Regions from separate parts of the Sus scrofa genome. Here regions 2, 3, 4 and 5 are each linked to region 1. Evidence: chromatin contacts called from public Hi-C and HiChIP or PLAC-seq data. All regions are on one chromosome and are shown on one strand. The core of a region is the stretch at or near the end of the contact, and the rest is flanking DNA. Distances in the headings are between cores, read along the strand shown.

Region 1 (4,535 bases), core at 112-2,611:
ATCTACTTGTACGTAGCAATTTAATCTTCACACCAGTTTATGAGTTAGGTACTATTATCATCGCTGCTATTTTACCTATGAGGATCATGAGGTACAGGGAAATTAAGTAATGGGCCTGTGTTCCCGGTTAAAAAATGGCGGAATAAGGATGTGAACTAAAGTAGCTTGACTACTCCAAAACATGCTACCTCTTTATATATTAGCCTCTTCAGCACTCAACCTGGATCATTAAGCCTTGATCCAGTAAATCAGACCCAGCCAGGTAGAAATCGAGGTGTGTGAACTGAGTGCCCTTCTGTTCTGCGAGGGTCTTTAAGATCCAAGCCAAATTCCATCATTTCCTCAAGCTTCAGGTAGAAAGCAGACATTGGGGCAACAGGGATGCTGGAGAGGAAGTCTGACAGGTCGCTTGTCCAGTAGGCATGGCACCCACACTCCTGTGGTAGGGCAGAAGATTCGCCACACCCTGGAGCAACCAGGAATTACAAATTTTTTTAAACATCTACTACTGTTTCTTTAATGAGATGCTTTTGGGCGTTTCCTGTGCTGGGGGAAATTAGGGTCACGCCCCTTTAAATTGCCCCCCTCGGCTGTAAGTGCTCTGGAGCCTCAGGCACTGGGGATTAGGTCACCCACGAACTATGAGCTGTCGCTTTAAATTGCTGGGCGTCTGCCCAGCCGGGCCCTGGGAGGGGAGGGGGCCTCTCACAGGTAGAGGGAGCAAACGAGCTCTCCAGGTAACCCCCCAGAAAAGAACGGGTCCCTTTAAGTGAGGCTTCGGCTCACACTAAGTGAAGGAGATAAAATCTTTTCAACACTTAGTGTCTACCCTTAATTTATCTACTTAGATTCCCACCTCCCAACTCTCTAGGGGCTTGGGGGTTGGGGGGGAGCTGTCGAGGTAGCGTGTGTGTAAGTGTGTGTGCGCGAGTGTGTGTGAGTGTGTTTGGGGGCGGGGGCGGGAAGTATGTGCCCAGTCGGCGGAACCTCCCCGGAAAGGACCTCTTCGAGCGCATGGTGGCAGCAGTACTAGGCGGCCGTCCGGACAGCTCGAAAGGGGCACCACGGGCGCGGGCCGATCCCCTTAGAGGCCTCTGGGTCTCGCCTCCCTACTTTGCCTCGCTCGGTCGCTTCCTCGCTTCCTCCCTCCCTCCCTCCTGGCTGGCGGAGGGATCTGCCTCTCCCAGCGCCGCAGCCTAGCTTGGGAGGGCGCTGGGGTGGGGGCCGACCCGGCCCGGCCCGGCCGGCCCGAGGGAAGCGAGGGGCGGGGCCGCGTCCCCGGGACCGCCCCTGCTCCGGCCCCGCCCCTCCGCCCCCACGGGTTCCTCCCATTGGCCCCCCCGCCTGTCCATCACCCCCGTTCCCCCCACCCCTCAAGCTAGGCTGAGCTGTGCCTACGTCGGCCTCGACTCCCGGGGGCTGGAGGAGTTACCTTTGGAGCTCGAAAGGAGGAAGGAAGCAAAATATCAACAACAGCCGAGGCGGCTCGGGCGCTCGGCCCCAGTCCCTCGCCTGCCGGCCGCCCGCCTGCCCGCCCTCGCGCCCACGACGGGGGCCCAGGCCCCCCGGCGCAGCCCAGGGCCCGCGCGGACGCCGGCCTCATTTATTATTCCCCCCGCCCGGAGCTGCGGCTTCCAGGTGCTGAAGAGCCCCAGGACTAGGGGCGAGGGCTACCCCCTCCCAGCCGTGACATCCCCCTTCCCCCAGCGGGGCCGGTGAGTAGAGAAAAATAATGCTCCTGCCGCTTTAAGAGGCCCCCTCCCCCACCCCATCCTGGGGTTGGGGTGGAGGGTGGTCTAGACCGTCCCCCTGAGAGGTGGGATGGGGTGGCCTCTTGGGTTTGGGAGGAACTCGCGGAGCGGGCTGTGTTTTCTTGTGGCGTTGGTGGAAGATTACATGGGGGACTGTTTGGGTGAGGGAGTCGGCTGTGGGGGACAAGTGGAGTGGGCTGTAATTCCCTTGGGTGTTGGGGTCGGGGTGGGGACGGGTGGCTTGGGGGCGCGCCGGTCTGTTGGTGTCCGGGGGTTAAGGCGGCCTCCGAGCGGTCTGGGAAGGGGCGCCATCCTCAGAGGGGGTCTCCGGTGACAGCCGGGAGCGACTGACATTTTAACAGCCGGCCCTCCCTCCCTCTCCCTCCTCGAGCCGCCTGTTCCCTCCTCCTTGGCCCGAAATGGTGCAGAAGGGGGCCTGAGAGGGCGGCGGGAGGGTGGGGGCGGGGGGAGCCGCAGCTGTTTGGGAAGCGGGGGAGGGAGGGGGGATGTTGTTCAGATGACACCGGGGTGGTGGGTTGGGGTGTGTGAGTGTGTGTGTGTCCCGGGCCCGGGTTTGCCCTGTGCCTGTGGAGTTGGCACTCAGAGTTAGCACGGAGGTGGGCACGCAGGACCCTTTCTTGGGACCTCCTAGCCTGCCTCCGAGACCCCTGCTCTGGTTTGTCTGTGGCCCCAGCTGGAGAACCCCCGGCCAGAAGTTTGCAGCTGTTAAACATCTGGGCAAGAGTTCTCCAGTCCGAACTGGGTTGGGAGTGGGGGTCCAGGGAGTGAGGGGCTTTTCGGAGGGTGGGCCGAGGAGACTAAGATGCATGTAGTCTCTTACCCTCCTGCCAACCCCTTTTCTGTCAGGTTTGTTCTTACGGGGTCTCCCTTCCCCTAGTGATTCTAGCTGATCTCTCAGTGGCCTCCTGAGGTCTCTCCCCAATGAAAGGAGGGCTCCTGAGTGTGGGCCCCCTTGGAGCCACTGACTAGGTTATCCCAGGTTTGTCCTTTGAGTAGGAGGTTCTCCCTGCCTCCTCTTAAGCAGCCCATTGTTGATGGGTTGGGGGAGGGTACATTAGGTGGAGCCTCTGTCCCTCTTCTCAGTGCCTAGGCCCCTTTGAGGTCTCCTCCTAGGCCTGGTTTCTTTGGTTTTGGGGGGTGGCCCTCCCTTGCCCCTTCCCCCATCCCCGCAGTGGGTCTCCTAGGCAATTCAGGGGCCATTCTGGACTCTGGGAAGTTTACCGTCTGGGGCGGTGACCTTGGGCTGCTCTGGCCTCCAGATAGCAGGGGAGCCCAGGCCAGCAGGAGATAGGGTGTTTTGAAATTAGGGAGCTGTCCACCTCCCACTCTCCCCAAAATCCCCAACAGGGAAGTCTTCGTAGTCAAGGAGAGAATTGAAAAGGCACATGTCAGTGTTCACAGATGTCCACCCGCCTGTGGCCGCCGGGTCACACCCGCCCCAGGACTTAGCCTGGCTGTCCCAGCTCCCACGGCCTGCCTGGGAATGAATTTCCTTCCTGTGGTTTCCCAGTGTGTTAGGCAGGAGATGGGGGTGGGGTGGGATCAGTGTGAGGGTGGCTGAGGACCCATTTATGTGGGGTTATGGGGGGATCGCTGGAGCTTATATGTAGCTCTTTCCCCACTTGCCCAAGCACAGGGATTTGGACCCTTGGGCCTCAGTGGTCATATGCTCTTTGTTGTAACTCTCCTGCCACCCCCTCCCCCAACACAGCCCGTCTGCGTTTGTATGTGTGTGTGTATACATATGCGTATACATATGTGTGTGTGTGCGTGTGCATTTGTAAGGAGAAAGGTCTCTGTTTTCTCTGGGGAAAGGAAGAGCTTTCATTTATGCTCCTTTAGAGACCAGAGAGGTTGAGTTTTTTACCTGAGGTGACACAGTAAATCTGTGTCAGAGCTTTAGTCCAACAGCACTCTTTCAGGCGAGGCTTAACATCATCGAGAGACCATAGAGAAGCAGACACAGTCCTTCCCCTTGGAGGCCCTGGTCCAAAGGGAGAGGCAGGACCCTTGGGTTGGTGGATGGGCATGGGAGGTTGGGCTAGAGCTTCTGTCTGTTATAATACCCAATGCCCAGAACAGAGTAGTGGAGGACTTCGGAGGGTGTCAGGGCTGCCCATTATCCACCCTAGTCTATACCTGCTGTCCCTGGACTGGAGGGCCCTGGGCTTCCCAGCTCTGCACCTCTTGGCTCCTGGCTCTTCTCAGAGGCCTGGAGATATGATAGTCTTTCTGGCTGCTGTTACATAATCTCTCCAGAAGGTGTTGTTTTTTTTTTTTTCCTCCCAGTTTTTCCTGGGTCTTTCCTGGGAGGTGTGATGGGGAGAAGGTGGAGGGTAGACCCTTCCCCACCCCCAGGTTGGGGCTGGAGGTTCAGTAGCAAGAAGCCCCTGAGGGGAACAAGAAAGAGGAGGCCTTGGAGTTAGGCCCTCATTGATTGTGACCTAGCCCCTCCCACTCTCCTCCCAGATCCTAACCTGGGAAGGGCTCTCTGCTGTGGGTATTCCCTGGGCCTTGTGCCTCCAGAGAGGCCTGCTTCTCGGCTCATCCTTCATCCTTCTCCTTCTGGCCCCTGTCCTCCCTGGTTGGTTTGGGGGTCCAGAATCTCAGTGCTTAGCCTGGCCCGGCATGTGTGGGCCCTACATTGGGCTCTTTGCCACCCACTTCTGTAACTCTGTAGGGGCAAGAGGAGTCAGGGACAAATGAGTGGGTCCAGCATTTCCTGAGTTGTATTTAGAACCACGCCTCCTGGTTCTCTGCCCC
Region 2 (4,489 bases), core at 277-2,776, 170 kb before region 1:
GACCTTCTCCATTCTCTGTGCTCCCCCAGGTCTCTGTGGACACCTCAGGTGCTAAGTATTAGGACAAAATTATTGGCGTTTTGTTTTGTTTTGTTTTGTCTTTTCAGGGCCGCACCTGTGGCATATGGAGGTTCCCAGGCTAGGGGTCTAATCAGAGCTACAGCTGCTGGCCTACACCACAGCTATAGCAACTCAGGATCTGAGCCACGTCTGTGACCTACACCACAGCTCAAGGCAATGCTGGATCCTTAACCCACTGAGCGAGGCCAGGGATCGAACCCGAAATCTCGTGGTTCCTAGCCGGATTCGTTTCCACTGTGCCATGACGAGAACTCCATGATAACCTTATCGTTGACCTCACCGCCAGACTATGAGCACCTGTCACTCTTGCCCTCATGTTACCAAACTATGAATTCTTTCAGTGCTGAGACATAAGAGGTCTCATCCAACACTTGGAGCGCTAAATTGGACTTTCATGAGCATAAATTCCTTCCCCAAAGATCCCTTCGCGCTCTCATTATCCCTGACACTCCTCTCTGAGCCTGCGCCCCTTCACTCTACAAACCCCAAATTCCACCTCCCTCACTACCCAGTTCGAGGACCTCTCTTCCTCCAGAAGCCCTTCCTAACTACTCCCGCCTTCAGGGATGTTTTGAGGATTCAGTCAGATAACGTAAATAAAATGTTTGAACGTGATTTTGCGTATTACAAACGCTCAATAAATCCGGGCTCCTTGTGCTGCTTCTACTTCCTCGTCTCGATCTAGTCTGTCAGCCACCAGGGGGCGCCCTCGACCCAAAAATTTCCGACACCGAAGACAAGGTGGGGTGTCCTTCCCTGAGAGCTGGGGGAGGCCTTCGATTACCTAGAAAGTAGGTTTGCGAACCTCAGGTTATATGACAGAAGAGTAGGACGGATGAGGGGAATAATGGGGGAAACGCTTTTGCCTGCTCTCTCCGTTTCCTGATAGAGACAGAGGAAATAGGGTGCACGTGCAAATGCATTTTTTTTTTCTTGTTTTCCAGGCAATGTCTTTCTAAACTCTCTTCGATGCTGCCTTCTTCCAGTATTTCAGGAGGATGAGCCTTTGCTATTTATGAAAAACGTCATCTATTCTTTCAGCAGTCCCATGAGAGTTCCGTTATTGTTCCCATTTTATGCATGAAGAAACTGAGGCTTAGAGGAATTCAGTAAATGATACCTCTCTTGGGTGCGCTGAGTAACTGAGACTGGCACCCCTTCCCAGGCCTGAATCCCCTGGCACTTCCTCCACAGCCTCAGTTCCGTGTATAATCTGCTTTTATCTGGGGTTATGACCCTTCCTCACTGCCTCCCACCCCAGAAAGCCACCACCATCGGATCGGATTCTCCAGGCGTGGCTTTTCCTTTGGCTCCGTTCTCCTCTCCAGCACACAGGACCAAGGGGATAGAGGCGGACGCAGTTTCTCTGAACCCTAAGGGGTTAAGGCCTGGGTCCCGCCCCTTTTCCCGCCAGCCTGGCGGGAGTATGAATAGCCTCGCTCCCACTCCCGACTCTCAGTCGCTCCGGCTGCTTCTTGCCCCGCCCCGCCATTGTCCCCATCCGTCTCCTTTTCCTTTTCGTCCTAAAAGCTTTGAGAGCTGCTGGCCCGTCTTGGTGCTCTGCGTCCCTCCACCTTCGGTGGGTCAGACGAGCAGGATGGAGGGCTGCCTGGGGGAGGAATCTTTTCAGATGTGGGAGCTCAACCGGCGCCTGGAGGCCTACCTGGCCCGGGTCAAGGCGCTAGAGGAGCAGAATGAGCTGCTCAGCGCGGAGCTCAAGGGTCTCCGGGCACAGTCCGGGGTCGCCTCCTGGAGGGCCCGTGCCGACGACGAGCTGGCGGCCCTGCGGGCCCTCGTCGACCAGCGCTGGCTGGAGAAGCACGCGGCCGAGGTGGCGCGCGACAACCTGGCTGAAGAGGTGGAGGGCGTGGCGGGCCGGTGCCAGCAGCTGCGGCTGGCCCGGGAGCGGACGTCGGAGGAGGTGGCCCGCAGCCGGCGTGTTGTCGAGGCCGAGAAATGCGCTCAGACCTGGCTGAGCACGCAGGCGGCGGAGCTGGAGCGCGAACTGGAGGCTCTGCGCGCGGCGCACGAGGAGGAGCTAGCCGGCCTGAACGCGCAGGCTGCCTGCGCCCCGCGCGGCCCCGCTCCGCCCCGAGGGCCCCCCACGCCGGCCCCCGAAGTGGAGGAGCTGGCGCGGCGTCTGGGCGAGGCGTGGCGCGGGGCTGTGCGCGGCTACCAGGAGCGCGTGGCGCACATGGAGACGTCGCTGGGCCAGGCCCGCGAGCGCCTGGGCCACGCGATGCAGGGCGCTCGCGAGGGTCGCCTGGAGCTGCAGCAGCTTCAGGCGGAGCGCAGCGGCCTCCAGGAGCGCAGGGCTGCGCTGGAGCAGAGGTTGGAGGGCCGCTGGCAGGAGCGGCTACGGGCCACTGAGCAGTTCCAGGTGAGGAAGTGAGGGCGGGGTGTGGGGAAAGCCTGAGCAAATCGAGGCTTTGAGAAGTCCCTTTGGGGTTCAGAGACCTTGGAAAGGGAGTAGGAAGTGGGGGGCGGGAGGAGATGCAGATTCAGGGGCCGGTTCTTAGAAAGCCATGATCGGTGCCACCAGCCTAGACGTTCACATCTCCGTCTAGAGTAGGGCTTGGATGAGCCGTCTCAACGCAGATCCCTGGAAGGGCAGGCAGGCCCAAGACGTTGCAGCCACCTCCTCACCGTCTGGATGGCCCCTTCCCACCCTGATGGCCTCTGGGCCCCTCCTTAGGCTCTCCTGTCACTCAGAAGATGCTCAGGACTTTCCCTCTCAACGCTGGGTCTGATGGTCTGGCCACTCAGATCTCCCAAGTTCCCAGCTGCCCTCCTCCCCCCTTGACAGGAGGGGCTGTGAGGGGCCCTGGATGAGGGGCCACCAGCCCTTCTCCCTTGTCAGGGCTTTTGGGCTCCTGAGCACATTCCAGAAGCCTGGGACAGCTGCTTCCCCTCACACTGCACAGATGGGACCAGCAGCTGAGAAAACAGCCTCCTGCCTGGGCCAGACAGAGGTCTCACCATGGCCACCTCCCCACTCCTCCTCTCCGAGGAGAAAGATTCCAGAACATGTGGGAAGTGGGGGTGGGGTGGGGGCCCCCGGTGTGGGGAGCAGGAGACAGTGACTGGGACCAGCGCTGTTTGGTTTCCAGTCCTGCGGGCTCCAGGCCTCTTGATTAATCGTTTTTCCTTCTGCTTCCACTTTCCCCCTCTCCTGCTCTCTGTAAGCCATCGCCTCTCTTCCCTCACCTCCCCCTTCCTGTGGGAGCTGAATGCTGAGCAGCATGTGCTACCATTTAATCAGCATCCTCAGAGGAGGAGCCAGGCCGTGGGAGAGGGCTGAGGGGGCCACTCTGCTCTTCTGGAGGCTCCAGAGGGGGGCAGGCAGAAATCTGATCTGCAGGGAAGTCAATCAGGGAGCAGAAGATGCTGCTGCAGCAGCCAAGGGGGACAGAGGTTAGCTGGCAGTAAGGACCCCACCACCTCACTGACTATCTTTCGGCCTTGCTCTGCAGCTGGCCGTGGAGGCCCTGGAGCAGGAGAAACAGGGCCTACAGAGCCAGATCGCCCAGGTCCTGGAAGGTCGGCAGCAGCTGGCACACCTCAAGATGTCCCTCAGCCTGGAGGTGGCCACATACAGGTACAGGTTGACCGTGACCCACCAGGCACACCGATGCACACCGACCCGCAGGGAAAGACTCCTCAGCTGAAGGGGCCCAGAGCCGCAGGTGGTGGCAGCTTTGTCACCACGAGGTCCTAGGATTTTAGGCTCCTTTTAACACCACAGTGTAAGCCCCCCTGCTCCCCTGTGGGTTCAGGACCAGATTTCCTTGCCCAGGAAATCCTCCAAGGAGAGGTGACATAGCTGAGTGGGACAGCCTCCAGAGAGAGGGCTGGACACGTGTGGATCATCCGCTGCCAGGACCCCCCCCACCCCCTGCCCGTTACCCGCGGGGGCTGAAGAGCCCGGTCTGAGTGTGTGCTCACACCAAGAGGGCGATGTCTTTGGGCAGCCTCAGAAAGGAGGGACTGCAGGGGCGGGCTGGTGGCACTGACTTGCCTCCTGACCTGGGTCTCAGTCTCCTTGTCTGGAGGATGGGCGATGGCCTGGGTGACATCCAAGGTCCCTTCCATCCTGAATGTCCTGAGGCCTGACTTCTCTCAAGCCCGAGGGCCCTTGGCCCTTTCCAGCCCTTCTACTGACCACAATCCCAGTTGGCTCAGGAAAGGCAAAGAGGAAGTGCCACTTCTCTCGCTCTGTGGCATTGAGCAAACCCACTAGGGCTTTTGGTTTCTTCTGAGAAACTGGCCTGCTTAGCTGAGGATTCGCTGATGGAGCCCAAGGAGGGGCTTTGCCACTGCGAAGAGCTGCATACCCCACGCTGGCAGAGGGGGGCCAGGGCTAGACAGGCTATTAGGACAGGGCCCCCAGAATCCACAGGCAAACAAA
Region 3 (4,309 bases), core at 1,637-4,136, 220 kb before region 1:
TTGTTCAACACAAATTCTGAAGCTTGGTTGGGGCACCAAGCTCTATCCTAGGCTCAGGGGACGCAAAGAACCAGACAGACAAGATCCTTGCTCTTGCAAAGTTTACATTAAATTACTTAAGATAACATCAAATGCTGCACAGACAATCAACAGTCACATAATGGGGAATTTGAGAGAGGACTACTTTAGATAGAGCAATGAGGGAGACTTGTCTGAGGAGGTGACACTTGAGCTGAGACTTGAATGATGAACAGGAAACAGCACATGTAAAAAAAAATTCAGGCAGTGGTTACCAGGGACAGGGGGTAAGGAGGGCCAAAAGGTACAAATATTCAGTTACAAAACGAGTCATGGAGATGTAACATACAGCATGGTGACTACAGTAAATAATACCCTATTGTATATTTGATAGTTACTGAGAGTACATCTTTTTTTTTTTCTTTGTCCTTTTGCCTTTTCTAGGGCCACTCCTGCGGCATATGGAGGTTCCCAGGCTAGGGGTCCAATCGGAGCCGTAGCTGCCAGCCTGTGCCAGAGCCACAGCAATGCGGAATCCGAGCCGCGTCTGGGACCTACACCACAGCTCACGGCAACGCTGGATCCTTAACCCACTGAAGAAGGCCAGGGATCGAACCCGCAACCTCATGGTTCCTAGTCAGATTCGTTAACCACTGAGCCACGATGGGAACTCCCCAGAAAGTTACTGAGAGTACATCTTGAAAGTTCTCATCACAAGGAAAAAAAAATGTAACTATGTATGGTGATGGACATTAACCAGACTTCTTGTAATCATTTCATAATATATACAAATATGAGTCACTATGTTATACACCCGAAACTAGACTAATATGTCACGTCTATTTCAGTTTTTTAAAATGCAGGTAATAACAAATACTTACAGAATACTTTAATATGCCAGGCAATGTCTGAAACACTTTACATATATTAAGGCATTTAATCCTTAAAACCACCCTATGAGGTAGTACTATTTTTATCCCCCTTTTACAGATAAGAAAACTGAATCACAGCAATTAAGTAATTTGCCCAAGTCAAAAAGCTGTAAGGAGCATAGTTGGGATTTGAAACCAATTTAACGCTTCTTGCTCTTGACCACGATACTCAATTGCCCTTCTGTGGACAAAAAACATTCTAAACAGATCAGAAAGTGCAAAGGCCCAGGAGTTCCCATTGCGGCACAGTGGAAACGAATCTGACTAGCATCCATGAGCATGCAGGTTCGATCCCTGGCCTCCCTCAGTGGGTTAAAGATCCAGCATTGCTGTGAGCTGTGGTGTAGGTCGCAGACGTGGCCCAGATCCTGCCGTTACTGTGGTTATGGTGTAGGCCGGTAGCTGCAGCTTCGATTCGACCCCTAGCCTGGGAACCTCCATATGCCAAGGATGAGGGCCTAAAAAGACAAAAAGAGCAAAAGAAAAAGAAAAAGAAAGTGCAAAGGCCCAGATCAGGCCAGTGCAGGTGTAGTATCGTGAATGTGAAGGGGTCTAAAAAGGAACACAGATTATGCAGAACTTTATAGATAATGGTAAAGAATTAGAATTTCATCAAAGTACCTAAGAAACAAATAAGTGTCATCATCAGATTCACATTTTCAAAAGATCAATCTGTTTTATGAAGAATTGTTTATGGAGGAGAGGAAGCAAACACAGAGCTCAGTTAGGAAGTAGTCCAGGAGAGAGACAATGTTAGCTTGGCCTAGAGTGGTAGCAATGGCGATGGAGACAAATGGGTGAATTTGGTATCTATTCTGGAGGTTGAACCAAATAGGACTTGTTGAAGGACTGGATTGTAGATCAGTGAAGAAAAGAGCTAAATTGAGGATGGTTTCTGGGTTTGGGAGCTGAACAATTCGGAGGATGCTGGTGCCATTTATACATCATCTCATTTATTTTTCACAATCATCCTTCAAAAAGGGATCCATTTTACAGCTGAGAAACTGGGGCTAGGAGGAATTGTTTTAATGCCTAAGGTTAACACAGTAAGCGAGGCAGGATTCTAGTCCAAGTCTCTCATATTCCAAAGCTGGAATTGTCCATTACACTGCAAAACCAGGAATTTATTCAAGGCTTGAATGAATGAACATGTGTGTTCTTGGAACACCTCACACGTTCCTGGGAAAGTTCGACGCAGCTGCAGCAGCATGGCTCAAATATCCATGCATTTTACTACTTTGGATTTCAGAAGCTTAGAAAGACAACCCAGATGCTAACATATTAACATTTAGGTCAGAAGAAAAAAAGGAAGAGCAGCCTCAAACTTTTCTTGTACAGACAAAAGCCTGAAGAAACTCATATTAGAAGAGACCAGACGCTAACTCTCCAGATCCTCTCCTGTCGTGAGCACCTATCCACCACACAACCAGGAGGAGCACCCCACCCACACCCCTGTGGCCTCACAATGATGTAGGCGTCCAGGATGGAACGGTAGAGCGTCACGACCCGGGTGAGGTTCACAGCTAGTTGCCTCCTCTCCTCGTAAGAGAGGCCCCGGGCGGAAACCCCCGGCATTCCGGGGCCCAGCCGGTGGCGCGAGGAGCGACAATGCAGTGAGGAGGGAACAGGGTCAGGACTACACGGGTCCAGGACCCAGGCTGGATTCAGTTCTGCACTCGGAGCAGGAAGAAAGCGCTCAGAATCCAGCCCCCGATGCTGCCTTTCCGGGACTTCAGCCTGGGTGAAGACTTGAGGCGCCCTCCAGACGTCACAGGTCGCGACGTCCCATAGCGCGAAGGTGTCAGCGTCGGAGACACACCGGGCGGGGGGGGGGGGTTGCCAGCGCAGTGACGTCACAGAGGCGTCCCCCGGCGCCCCGCTCACGGAGAGGGGTGGGCCAAGCTCAGGTCCCGCCCCTTCCCGTACAACCCCCCCTCCCGGAAGTGAGGCCGGGGTCTCCCGCGCGCTGCAGTTCTCGTTTGTCGCGGCCTCCCTGAACCTTCGAGTTGTACCTCCACGGGGCTAGAGGGGCTGGGGAGCGCATCCCGCCCCCGCCCCCACCCACGCCGCCTCCCCCACCGCCGCCGCTGCCGCTCCCCACACACTCGGAATCCCTGGCCTCGCTCCCGGAGGCGGGGGCGCTGTGGGCTCGCGCGCGCAGGCCCCCGGCGCGTTCCAATCCGCGCGCCTGCCGGGCCGGGCCTCGTCGGCGCGTGCCAATTTCCGTATCCGGCTCCTGGCGCTTCCGGTCCTAGCTGGGCACATCTAGGAGGTAGGTGCGCGAGCGTGTGGGGACGGCCGAAGTGGTGCGGACGGCCGAAGTGTGCCGTCCCCCGCGTCGGTTTCTTCTCTGTTGATATGTGGTGTCAAAGGTCCTTTCTTGGGAGAAGGACTTGGGTGAGATGCATGTGGCGATTTCCCCCACCTGGAGATCAGGGACAGGGGTTCCTGGAACCCGCGCTGGGGATGCCTGGGTAAGCCAGAGGTCGTCTGTGGCATACCCCACACTGCCTTCGAGCATACTTAGACGTTCTCTCCCTGGACAGATGAGATAGCTCACCTATTCGGGCGTTCTAGATCACAGAGTTTCAGCTGGTTGGCCCTGCAACCCCCTCAGTTTGCGGTTGAGACAGATATTGAGAAGGGAAATGGCCTTCCTGTACAGCTGCTGAATTGTGGGGCTGTCCTAGAACCCAGGCTTCCTGGCTGAGAAGAAGTGCTCCTTCCATCATTTCACATTATCTGAGAGGTTACTCTGATGTCTTTCTCTCTCTTAAGTCCTAGGGAGATGGGTCTTATCTTACGGGTTCCCAAGCCTATGGGTTCCCATTATCAGTATCACCTTCTTCCCCAGGGTATACTGCAGACCTCCAGATGTTGGTCTGTGGGATTCGGCAGAGGATGAGTTTTCTATCCTCCTCTCAACTGTAAGCTACTCTTCCCAACTGTTCTCCCGCTGTCCACTGTCATCATGTCTACCTTACTCCTCAATCTGGATTTTGGTGAACCTCCCCCAAAAAAGGCATTAGAGGGGAATGCCAAGCACCGAAAATTTGTCAAGAAGCGCCGGCTCTTGGAACGGAAGGGCTTTTTGAATAAGAAACAGCAGCCCCCTAGCAAGGTGGCTAAGTTGCAATCAGAATCGTCAAAGAAAGGGAAATCTCCCAAGGTAGATGGCGCTTGGAAGGCCCCTCTTCTTTCAAAAAAGAAGACAGCTGCCTCCAGCGGTGGGTCAGGGCAGTCTCTGGACAAGCCATCTGCAGTGCCTTGGCTGACCCCTGCCCCTTCACAGAAGGCTGGTTCTGTTGTGGCCAAAGTAGACTTACTGGGGGAGTTCCAGAGTGCCCTACCAAAGATTA
Region 4 (4,074 bases), core at 1,016-3,515, 190 kb after region 1:
CTCTCCTGCTCTCCAAGCCAGGAAGGCCCTGCCCTCCAGTCCAGCTCCCAGATGCCCCCTCCCTTTTCACAGGACCCAGGCTCACCCAGAACAATGGGGAAGGTGGCAAAGACCCCGCAGCGCAGCGTGTAGACGAGGCGGGAACTCATGGTCGGCAGGCGCGGGGCGTCGAAGGGCAGGAAGGCATACGCCCCGTAGAGCAGGCAGGGGAAGAGGATGAAAGCAGCTCCTACGGAGGCCACAGCCCTGAGCCCCTCATGGCCTCCGCAGCCCTCGCAGCCCCCACAGGAGCGGCCAGGCGGCCTCACCACTGCCTCAGCCCACTTGCGCTCAGGGGGCTCAGCGGGGGCGGCCCGGGTGGGCAGGAAGGTCCGGCGGCGTTCGCCCTCGCTCGCCTCACAGCGCACAGCAAGGTCCTCCTGTGGCCGCCGCTCAATGCACTGCAAGTCGATGGGCACGAAGGCTCGGGCCGCCTTCTCAGGCAGCAGGCAAGCGTCATCTTCGGGCAACTCCTCCAGCTTGGTGGCTGGCTCTGACTCGAGGGGCTCAGGCTCAATGTCTCTCCAGCCTGGGGGATCTGGGAACGGGGCACTGGGCTGGGGGCCAGCCCCCCAGGGCAAGGTGGCAGCCTCACTTACTGTGCTATCTAGCCCATCCTCAGTCCCCTGTCCGGCTGTGGGAGACCCAGCTGAAGACCCCACTCTGGAGGACTCGGCTCTGGGAGACTCAGCTCCACCCTCCCCCTCTGTCTTCTCGCCATTGGGGACCAAGGCCTGGGGTGGGCTTTTCTCCAGGGCTGCAGGCCCCTTCACCTCCAGCAGGGCCATGGCCTCGGGTTCCGTCATCCTGGGGCCTCACTTCTGGGGTCTACCGTAAGGTCGTGTCACCCTGGAAGGAGCAGAGGGAAGCTCTGTCAGAAGCTGCTGCTCTTGGAGTTCCTGTAGTGGCTCAGTGGAAATGAATCCAACTAGTAACCATGAGGTTTCGAGTTCAATCCCCGACCTTGCTCAGTGGGTTAAGAATCTGGCGTTGCCACGAGCTGTGGTATAGGTTGCAGACGTGGCTTGGATCTGGCCTTGCTGTGGCTGTGCCATAGGCCAGCAGCTATAGCTCCGATTCCACCCCCAGCCTGGGAACCTCCACATGCCCCGTGTGCGGACCTAAAATAAAAAGGCCAAAAAAAAAAAAAAAAAAAAAAAAAAAGCTGCTGTTTTCTGGGTTGATAGAACCGAAGCTCAGCTGGTCTTACGGTGGGCTTTAGCCCCATCTGGGACCTTAGGGAGAACATGGTCCTTGTGTTGAAATAGAGTGAGGCAGGAGGGAAGTGAGCAGCTGAAATGGAGACACCCTTTCGACATCAAATGCTATTCACCAGGAGAGGGTGAGTCAGGGGGCACAGGCCCTGGCAGCTGTGGCCTCGCCTCCACCCACATCTCCTGCCCCTCTCCACCAAAACCCCTGGGGTCATGGCCACCCAAATGCAGGAATGAGAGGAAAAGGAGGTGTCTAGAAATTTGCCAAGGGCTTTCTTCTTGCTAAAGACCTTCTCGTGGACAGAGAAGCTTCCCTTTCACTTCCAAACCTTGCCTTCCCCTGAAGACCCCGGACTGGAACTCTCCTGGCAACTTATACCAACGATTTGCCAACAAATCTGTCCCAAGGAGCTGGCAGTAGCAGGGGACCCTGTTCTTTCGTCTCCAATCTGGATACTTGGTCGGTTTTCAAACTTCTCACCAACCCACTCCACATCTGAAGGGCCTGGGTCTGTCCATTTTGACCTCTAGGTCTAATCAAAGCTGTTTCCCATGCCTCCTCTCCTGTCTTTCTCCCCTCCCTGCCGTCCTCCATCTCACTGCTTCTGGATGAGGCTAACTTCCCTCCCTTCACTGCTCAAGGACCTCCGATCCCTTAATGTTTGGACCCGTGACACCCACTTACTTTCCATCTGGAGAGAGGTAGAGGGTCCCCAGCGTCCGGGAAGGAGCTGCCTAGCTCGCTGCTGGCTCTGCAAGTATTTCTCTCCGTCTCCCTCCCTTTACCTGGGTCTCCAAACCTGTCTGACCAGAGCAGGTGGGGCCCAGATTAAAGGGCAGGCCCCGCCCTGCTGAATCTGCCGACAGAAAAAGCCTTAGAGAAGGACGTCATGCTCTCTGAAAGTGGGGGTGCAGCTGAGCCTAGAGGTAAGTGTGTTCTAGGAACATGGGTTTTGTAGGAACTCCCAGCACAGGAAAGCAAAGGGGGAAGAATGGGTTTGTGCATCAGAAGGTGCTTGGGGAGTTCCTGTCATGGCTCAGTGGTTAATGAACCCTACTAGTATCCATGAGGATGCAGGTTCGATCCCTGGCCTTGCTCAGTGGGTTAAGGATCTGGCATTGCTGTGAGCAGTGGTGTAGGTCACAGACGCAGCTCGGATCCTGCTTTGCTGTGGCTGTGGTGTAGGATGACAGCTACAGCTCCAATTGGACCCTGGCCTGGGAACCTCCATATGCTGCGGTGTGGCCCTAAAAAGACAAAAGACCAAAAAAAAAAAAAGGATGTTGGAGTAGGTTGGAAAACACCCAAAAGAGAGGTGGAATTTCTACACTTATTCATTCAATATTTATTGAGCACCTGTTATTAGTTAGGCACTATTCTGGGCATAGACATAGGAAAGAACGAGATGACAGGCAAAGTCTCTGGACTTAAGGGGCTTGTTCTGTTGGGGTAGCAGATAATAAAGAAGCCTAGAAAATAAATCAATAAGACAATTTCAATAGGAAAATTTCTTTGCCAAAGTGATATTTGAGTTGAGACCTGCTGGGAATCAGGAGAATGGGTGTTTCAGGCAGAGGAACAACAAGTGAAAGGCCAATAAAAAGGAAAGACAGGTTGTTTCAGGAACATCTCCCTAAGCACCTTGCTTTTTAGGTTAGGTTTAAGGTTACAAAAACCGTGGCACAGTGGTTTAAGAACGTGACTGCAGTGGTTCTGGTCACATAGATCACAGCCATGGCTTGGATTGAATCTGTAGCCTGGAAACTTCCTTATGCTGAGAGTGTGGCCATTAAAAAAAAGACAGCAATAGGAATCCACAGTGATCTTTCCTATGGGAGGACCAGGGGGCAGAAATGTAAGGGTGTAACTTCTCATTCCTGTGGATCTTTTCCCCTTAAGTCATTAGAGCTTCGTAAGGGGAGGGACAATGTCTGAATTGCTCATCTCTGTGACTCCAAAATCCAGCACTGTGGCTGGAAGACAGCAGATGTTCAATAAATGTTTACTGGAACAGTAAGTGAGGAACATGCAAGTGGAAATCTTTGGGTTGGGGTCGGAAGCTGAAGGGCTGAGGTGTCTGTGTAAGAGTCTTATCTTGGAAGGCCTTGTCATACTCGGTTCTTTCCAAAAAAAATTTCACATACAAGTTTTTTGCTTGTTTAAATAATGGGGGAAAAGAGAGAATTAGAATCACTGTAACTAGTAACCTGAAAGAGGCTCGACTCAAATGGGGGCGACAGAAAAACGAACCAAATGACCACAGTCAGACAAGGCAAAGCCACACTCCTAGCTGTGAGCCCATCTGCTTAGGCTCAGCCCTCCTTAGAGTCCGCTGTTCGCTCTCTGGCAACTTTGTCAATAAAGTTTTTCACAAGGGCTTGCAGAAGCCGGAAAGAGGCCATGCCGCCCAGAGTTAGTTCTGGCAACTTCCCGGGAGGGAAAACGACTTTCGCGAGATTTGGTAGCAGCAGGCCCCCTGGCCTGCAACTGTGCAACTGATATCGCGAGATTTGGCAGGCGGAGGAGGAGCTGTCGCGGGCAGCCGCCTCACAGCGATGGCGGCCGAGCAGGGCCGGCGGCGGTGGTGCCTGCGGCTACGGCCGGAGACGGCAGTGGTGGCGGTAGCAGTGGGTGGCGGGGGCCTGTGACCGGGAGCCGCCCCTGGACCCGGGCACCATGAGCCAAGGCCCCGCCACAGGGGAGAGCAGCGAGCCCGAAGCAAAGGTCCTCCACACTAAGCGGCTTTACCGGTGAGAGGGGGGCCAGGGCGTGAGTGCAGTCGCCCAGGGAAGTGGGGGGACAGCGAGGGGCGGGGCCTCC
Region 5 (4,154 bases), core at 285-2,784, 240 kb before region 1:
TAAGAAGCCCTTACTGCCATCTCCATGCAACAAAGTGGAGAAATGGATAGGACTCTTTGGTTTTCACTAATTTGGGATGTGCTAAATTGGAAAATAGTTTAAAAACATGTTTGTTGCACTGAAACAGCATATTTATAATACTAGCCTGGACACTAAAAGGAAACCAGTGGTGACACTGGATTTACTGAAACATCTCTAAGACCTTGTGACAAGATTCTCTCCTAACAATAAGAACAAAGAAAAGTACTAGCCTGACAGAATCTGGACTATTACACTGACTGCATTTCAAACTGGAATGCATGGTAGAGTAAACACCAACTGGGATCTAGCTGCTCTGTTGCAACAAGTTTGGATTTGCTATTGAAATAACTCGACAAGTCTGGGGCTAAGGGCATGCATGAGGACCGTGCAGAGTGCCCTGCTGTGCCAGCAGCCTGGGGCCTGGAGGGCCTGGGTATAGGACCAGAGGGATTCCTATCACAAGGCAGAATTATGCTGAGAGACCACATTATTATAAAGGCAAAACATGTGAAATGCATTGTCATGACCATAAGGACAACAGATAGGAAGGCTGTAGGGAGCAATTTCAGGCCTCGGCTAATGATAAGCAGCCATTCCATGCCCGTGATGTTGGCAGGGAGCAGTGTGATCCTGCCTCACAGTTGAGGAAATTGAGGCTCAGGGAGAAGTTCAGAGGGTAGTGTAAGTTCTTATGATTGGTGAATAGCTGGGCAGAATGTGTACCTGGGCCTTTTGGCCTCATCCTGCACTTCTGCAGGGAGATTCTGCATATGCTTTGAAGCAGGATCAGGAAACTCATGGGGAAAGAAAAAAAGCTTGTTTTCTCTCTTTGAACCTAGAATATTTTGTTGCAAAATTTTAAGGATCTAAACATGGTATAAGGTAAGATCTAAATAACTATCTCATTTCTAAGAGATCATAGGTGTCTGGAATTTCAGCAAATCCAAAACCAACACAGTGACAGCAAATCAAAGATGTAATTACAGCAAAGTCTTGTCTGGCTTAAGAGACCTGAGTTCAACTTTTGGCTCTATCAATTCTTAACATATAACCTAGGCTAAAATGTGGTCTCTGGAATCTGGCAACATTACATTTGTCCTCTAAGGCCCAACTCAAAGTCATCACCTTTGTGAAGCCTTCCCAGATTCTTCCCCGGACTCTTACCCTCCAAGAGAGGTAGTGATGTTTTACCAATGGTTTGGGATTTACACTGTCTCTTCCCAAAAGAAAAGAGTTCATATTTGGGCCCGTGGCTAGTGGTAAAACCCAGATCTCTTCTGCCAGGAAATAGCACAGAAAGCCGAGACCTATCTAATGCACATGGATCGCGGTCACTTTGTGCCACAACCCCTCGGACACCTCCTGGCTACCAAATTCCACAAAGGCCGTAGTGTCGGAGCAATCCCCGACGTTTCGGTGACCCCACAAATTGTAAGCACGTCGAGGTCCAGGGCAAACCTCTGTGCGCTCAGGGGCGCGGTGCCCAGCTCTCGCCGCTGCGCCCAGCACTCTGCCAAGCACCGCAAGTGCCGAGCAAACATTCGTGGACAGGGATGGAGCCGTGGGCAGGGAGACACTACGCCTAGATGTCGACACTCCACTGCGCTGAAGCCGCTGTTGGGAGCGCCCCGTGGGGCCGGGGGAGGGGCGCCAGGCCGCTCCGTCCAGCCGGGCGCCAGCTCCTCCCGGGCTGGCGGGCACCCACCGACAGCGGGCACACAAAGCCTGCTCGGCTTGCTCGGCGATCGGCTCCTTACGCCTGTGTCGCCACGCGCCGCCAGGCGGCTCCAGGTTGGGCGTCGGGTTGGGGCAGGCACGGGGCGTCAAGAAGCTGCACGCATCAAACCGCCGCGGGAGGGAGCGCGGAGGGGGGAGGAGGAGGAGTGGGAAAGGGAGGAGGGAGGAGGAGGAGGAGTGGGGACCGGGCGGGGGGTGGAGGAAGAGGCCTCGCGCAGAAGAGGGAGCAATTGAATTTCAAACACAAACAACTGCACGAGCGTGCACCCACCGCGCCGGAGCTTTGCCCCTGATCCGCGCCCGCCCCGTCCGTGCGGCGCGCGGGCGGAGACGCCGTGGCCGCGCCGGAGCTCGGGCCGGGGGCCACCATCGAGGCGGGGGCCGCGCGAGGGCCGGAGCGGAGCGGCGCCGCCACCGCCGCACGCGCAAACTTGGGCTCGCGCTTCCCGGCCCGGCGCGGAGCCCGGGGCGCCCGGAGCCCCGCCATGTCGCGATCCAACCGGCAGAAGGAGTATAAATGCGGGGACCTGGTGTTCGCCAAGATGAAGGGCTACCCACACTGGCCGGCCCGGGTGAGCAGCGCGGCCCGCCGCCTCCTAGCCACCTCCAGGCTCGGGTTGCATAACACCCGGGAGGGCACGAGCGCTCCGCGCAGAGCAGGGGGGGTCGGGTGGGGGCGGGGGATGTCCGAGTCCCTGACTCTTTCCCGAGCACCTCCGAGCCCACCCGCCGGTTATATAATGGCTGGGGGTGGGGGGTTGGCGGCGGCTGGGAACACCTGGGCAGACGGCGTCCGCGCGTAGTGGCGTGTGCGCGGCGTGGGGATCCGAGGGCGCCGGTCACTTCCCGGCCCCCGGCTCCGCGTGCTTAGTTCCGCCCCCAGCCCCCATACTCCCAGCGGTTTCGGGCGCGCAGCCTGGGTTGGGGCCAGTCGTGTTACTCCTTCCCTCCCCCGCCGCCCCGGCGCCACAGCCATCCCCTTCAGGGACCCCCTTAAAGACCCCCAGTTTAAACCTTCACTGATGGTTGCCCCTAGCTCAAACTCTCCTCTTCTAGATTAAATGGTTAAGAAGGATCTCTGCTCAGAAAGGGATAGATGGAGGCGGAGTTCGCTTCTAGAAAACTTTGGTTTGGGGGATCGTAAGAGATCTGAAGTTGGGAGGGTCGAGGAATGGTTGGGGGGCGACAGAAGAAATCTGTCCGTCTTAGAAATTACCCGCTGTTATCCTTCGCTCCTCAGCCCCGCAAAAAAAATGCCTCCATATGCTGCCAACTCAAATGTGGGGCTGAGAGTGGCAGAGCCCTTGTGGGATTGGGAAGTCCAGTCCAGACTGCCTCTTAGTGGAGGTGGGGGGAACCGAGTTGCCTCTCCTCCCCATGTTGGAGCCTCTCCCGCCAGAACGGCCCAGCCTGCCATGTGGTTGATTCAGCCCGCCAGTATGAAGCCCCCCCCACCCCAGCACCTGGCCAGGTGGGAGGGTGGGGCCCAAAAGCTCAACCTGGCACGTTCATCATGTTTCCCCCTAAGAACTGAGACAGGTGAAGTAGGGGATAAGGGAGGTCGTTGCCAGAGGGTGCTGGGGGAGGTCGGGGGTGTCCAAAGGGGCAGTACCTCTGGCAGCTTGTTTCAAAGTTGGTATAGAGAGAGGCCTTTGGTATTGGCCCTAGAGTGTCAGGACTCCTGTAGAATGAAATCCAAGGGCAGAGACGAGTAGAGGGAGTGAGTCTTCTGGGCGAGGGGGCCAAGTGCAGAACTGCCTTATGGTGGTGGGTTGCTCTCTTCCACTCAAGTCTGTCTCATCATCTGGCCCAGAGTCTGCTCTGAGCTTAGGCAGTTGACCCAGGCTTCCTGTTCAGAGTGTCCAGACCAACTTGGAGACCACCCCCCACCCTGCTCTGTTCGTGTCCTGAGGAATGTGCCCAATCCCATATGCCTTGTTCCCTGAAACTTCTAGATATCTGGCCTCTACAGAGCAACGCAGGGCTCTCCCAGCTTCCAGGGCCTCCTAGGGGACTCGGTTAGAGGGCAGTGTAAGGAAGCAGCCACAGACAGCCTTGCATGTGCATGTATATGTGTGTGGTGTCTGAACACGTGTACTTTACCCTGCACCTTTGATCCATCTGACTTCTTGGTCCAGATGCCAGGTCCTGGTGGGCAGGGCAAGAACTGACCCAAGGTCTCTACTGCTCCTACCTCTGGGAGTGGGACAAAGTCCAGAGGCTGGGGAGGGGGCTCAGGTGGAATGTGGGTTGCAGGGAACCTCTTCAGGTTGCAGGGACGAGGGAAGTGGGGGGCCACATATGGACCCACACTAGCCCCTGTGAAGAAGACCTTCAGGTTTCTGGTGGCCTTTGGAGGGAGGGAGGGGGACAGGATGCCAACCACTTCATCTCTT

What was found. Hi-C and Micro-C count contacts between places; a contact is called where the count stands out from the background. HiChIP or PLAC-seq counts read pairs in DNA pulled down with a chosen protein or histone mark.
Region 2: a contact with region 1 is called in a Hi-C map of skeletal muscle, with 4 times the contacts expected there. The contact joins the promoter of NES here to the promoter of MEF2D in region 1. A contact is called at or near these places in 2 of 47 Hi-C or Micro-C datasets (heart right ventricle and skeletal muscle) and 1 of 2 datasets of contacts at active chromatin or transcription factors (skeletal muscle).
Region 3: an H3K27ac HiChIP or PLAC-seq map of alveolar macrophages shows a contact between it and region 1. The contact joins the promoter of ISG20L2 here to the promoter of MEF2D in region 1. A contact is called at or near these places in 2 of 2 datasets of contacts at active chromatin or transcription factors (alveolar macrophages and skeletal muscle).
Region 4: a contact with region 1 is called in an H3K27ac HiChIP or PLAC-seq map of alveolar macrophages. The contact joins the promoter of TMEM79 here to the promoter of MEF2D in region 1. A contact is called at or near these places in 2 of 2 datasets of contacts at active chromatin or transcription factors (alveolar macrophages and skeletal muscle).
Region 5: a Hi-C map of liver shows a contact between it and region 1, with 3 times the contacts expected there. The contact joins the promoter of HDGF here to the promoter of MEF2D in region 1. A contact is called at or near these places in 2 of 47 Hi-C or Micro-C datasets (liver and skeletal muscle) and 1 of 2 datasets of contacts at active chromatin or transcription factors (alveolar macrophages).

Annotation. Positions count from the first base shown.
Region 1 is chr4:93,580,202-93,584,736 of Sscrofa11.1, forward strand. MEF2D (myocyte-specific enhancer factor 2D) reads left to right here and starts at 1,362. Exons shown (of 12, transcript XM_021089672.1): 1 at 1,362-1,715.
Region 2 is chr4:93,411,134-93,415,622 of Sscrofa11.1, forward strand. It overlaps NES (nestin), which reads left to right and starts at 1,527. Exons shown (of 4, transcript XM_005663265.3): 1 at 1,527-2,461; 2 at 3,555-3,679. The coding sequence starts at 1,679.
Region 3 is chr4:93,363,302-93,367,610 of Sscrofa11.1, forward strand. ISG20L2 (interferon-stimulated 20 kDa exonuclease-like 2) reads left to right here and starts at 2,887. Exons shown (of 4, transcript XM_001924747.5): 1 at 2,887-3,222; 2 at 3,805-4,309. The coding sequence starts at 3,922. It overlaps RRNAD1 (ribosomal RNA adenine dimethylase domain containing 1), which reads right to left and starts at 2,723. Exons shown (of 8, transcript NM_001243324.1): 1 at 2,415-2,723. The coding sequence starts at 2,525.
Region 4 is chr4:93,766,575-93,770,648 of Sscrofa11.1, forward strand. TMEM79 (transmembrane protein 79) reads right to left here and starts at 2,266. Exons shown (of 4, transcript XM_001927978.5): 1 at 1,939-2,266; 2 at 86-888. The coding sequence starts at 845. It overlaps SMG5 (protein SMG5), which reads left to right and starts at 3,755. Exons shown (of 22, transcript XM_021089680.1): 1 at 3,755-4,004. The coding sequence starts at 3,931.
Region 5 is chr4:93,339,547-93,343,700 of Sscrofa11.1, forward strand. It overlaps HDGF (hepatoma-derived growth factor), which reads left to right and starts at 1,535. Exons shown (of 6, transcript XM_013996955.2): 1 at 1,535-1,812.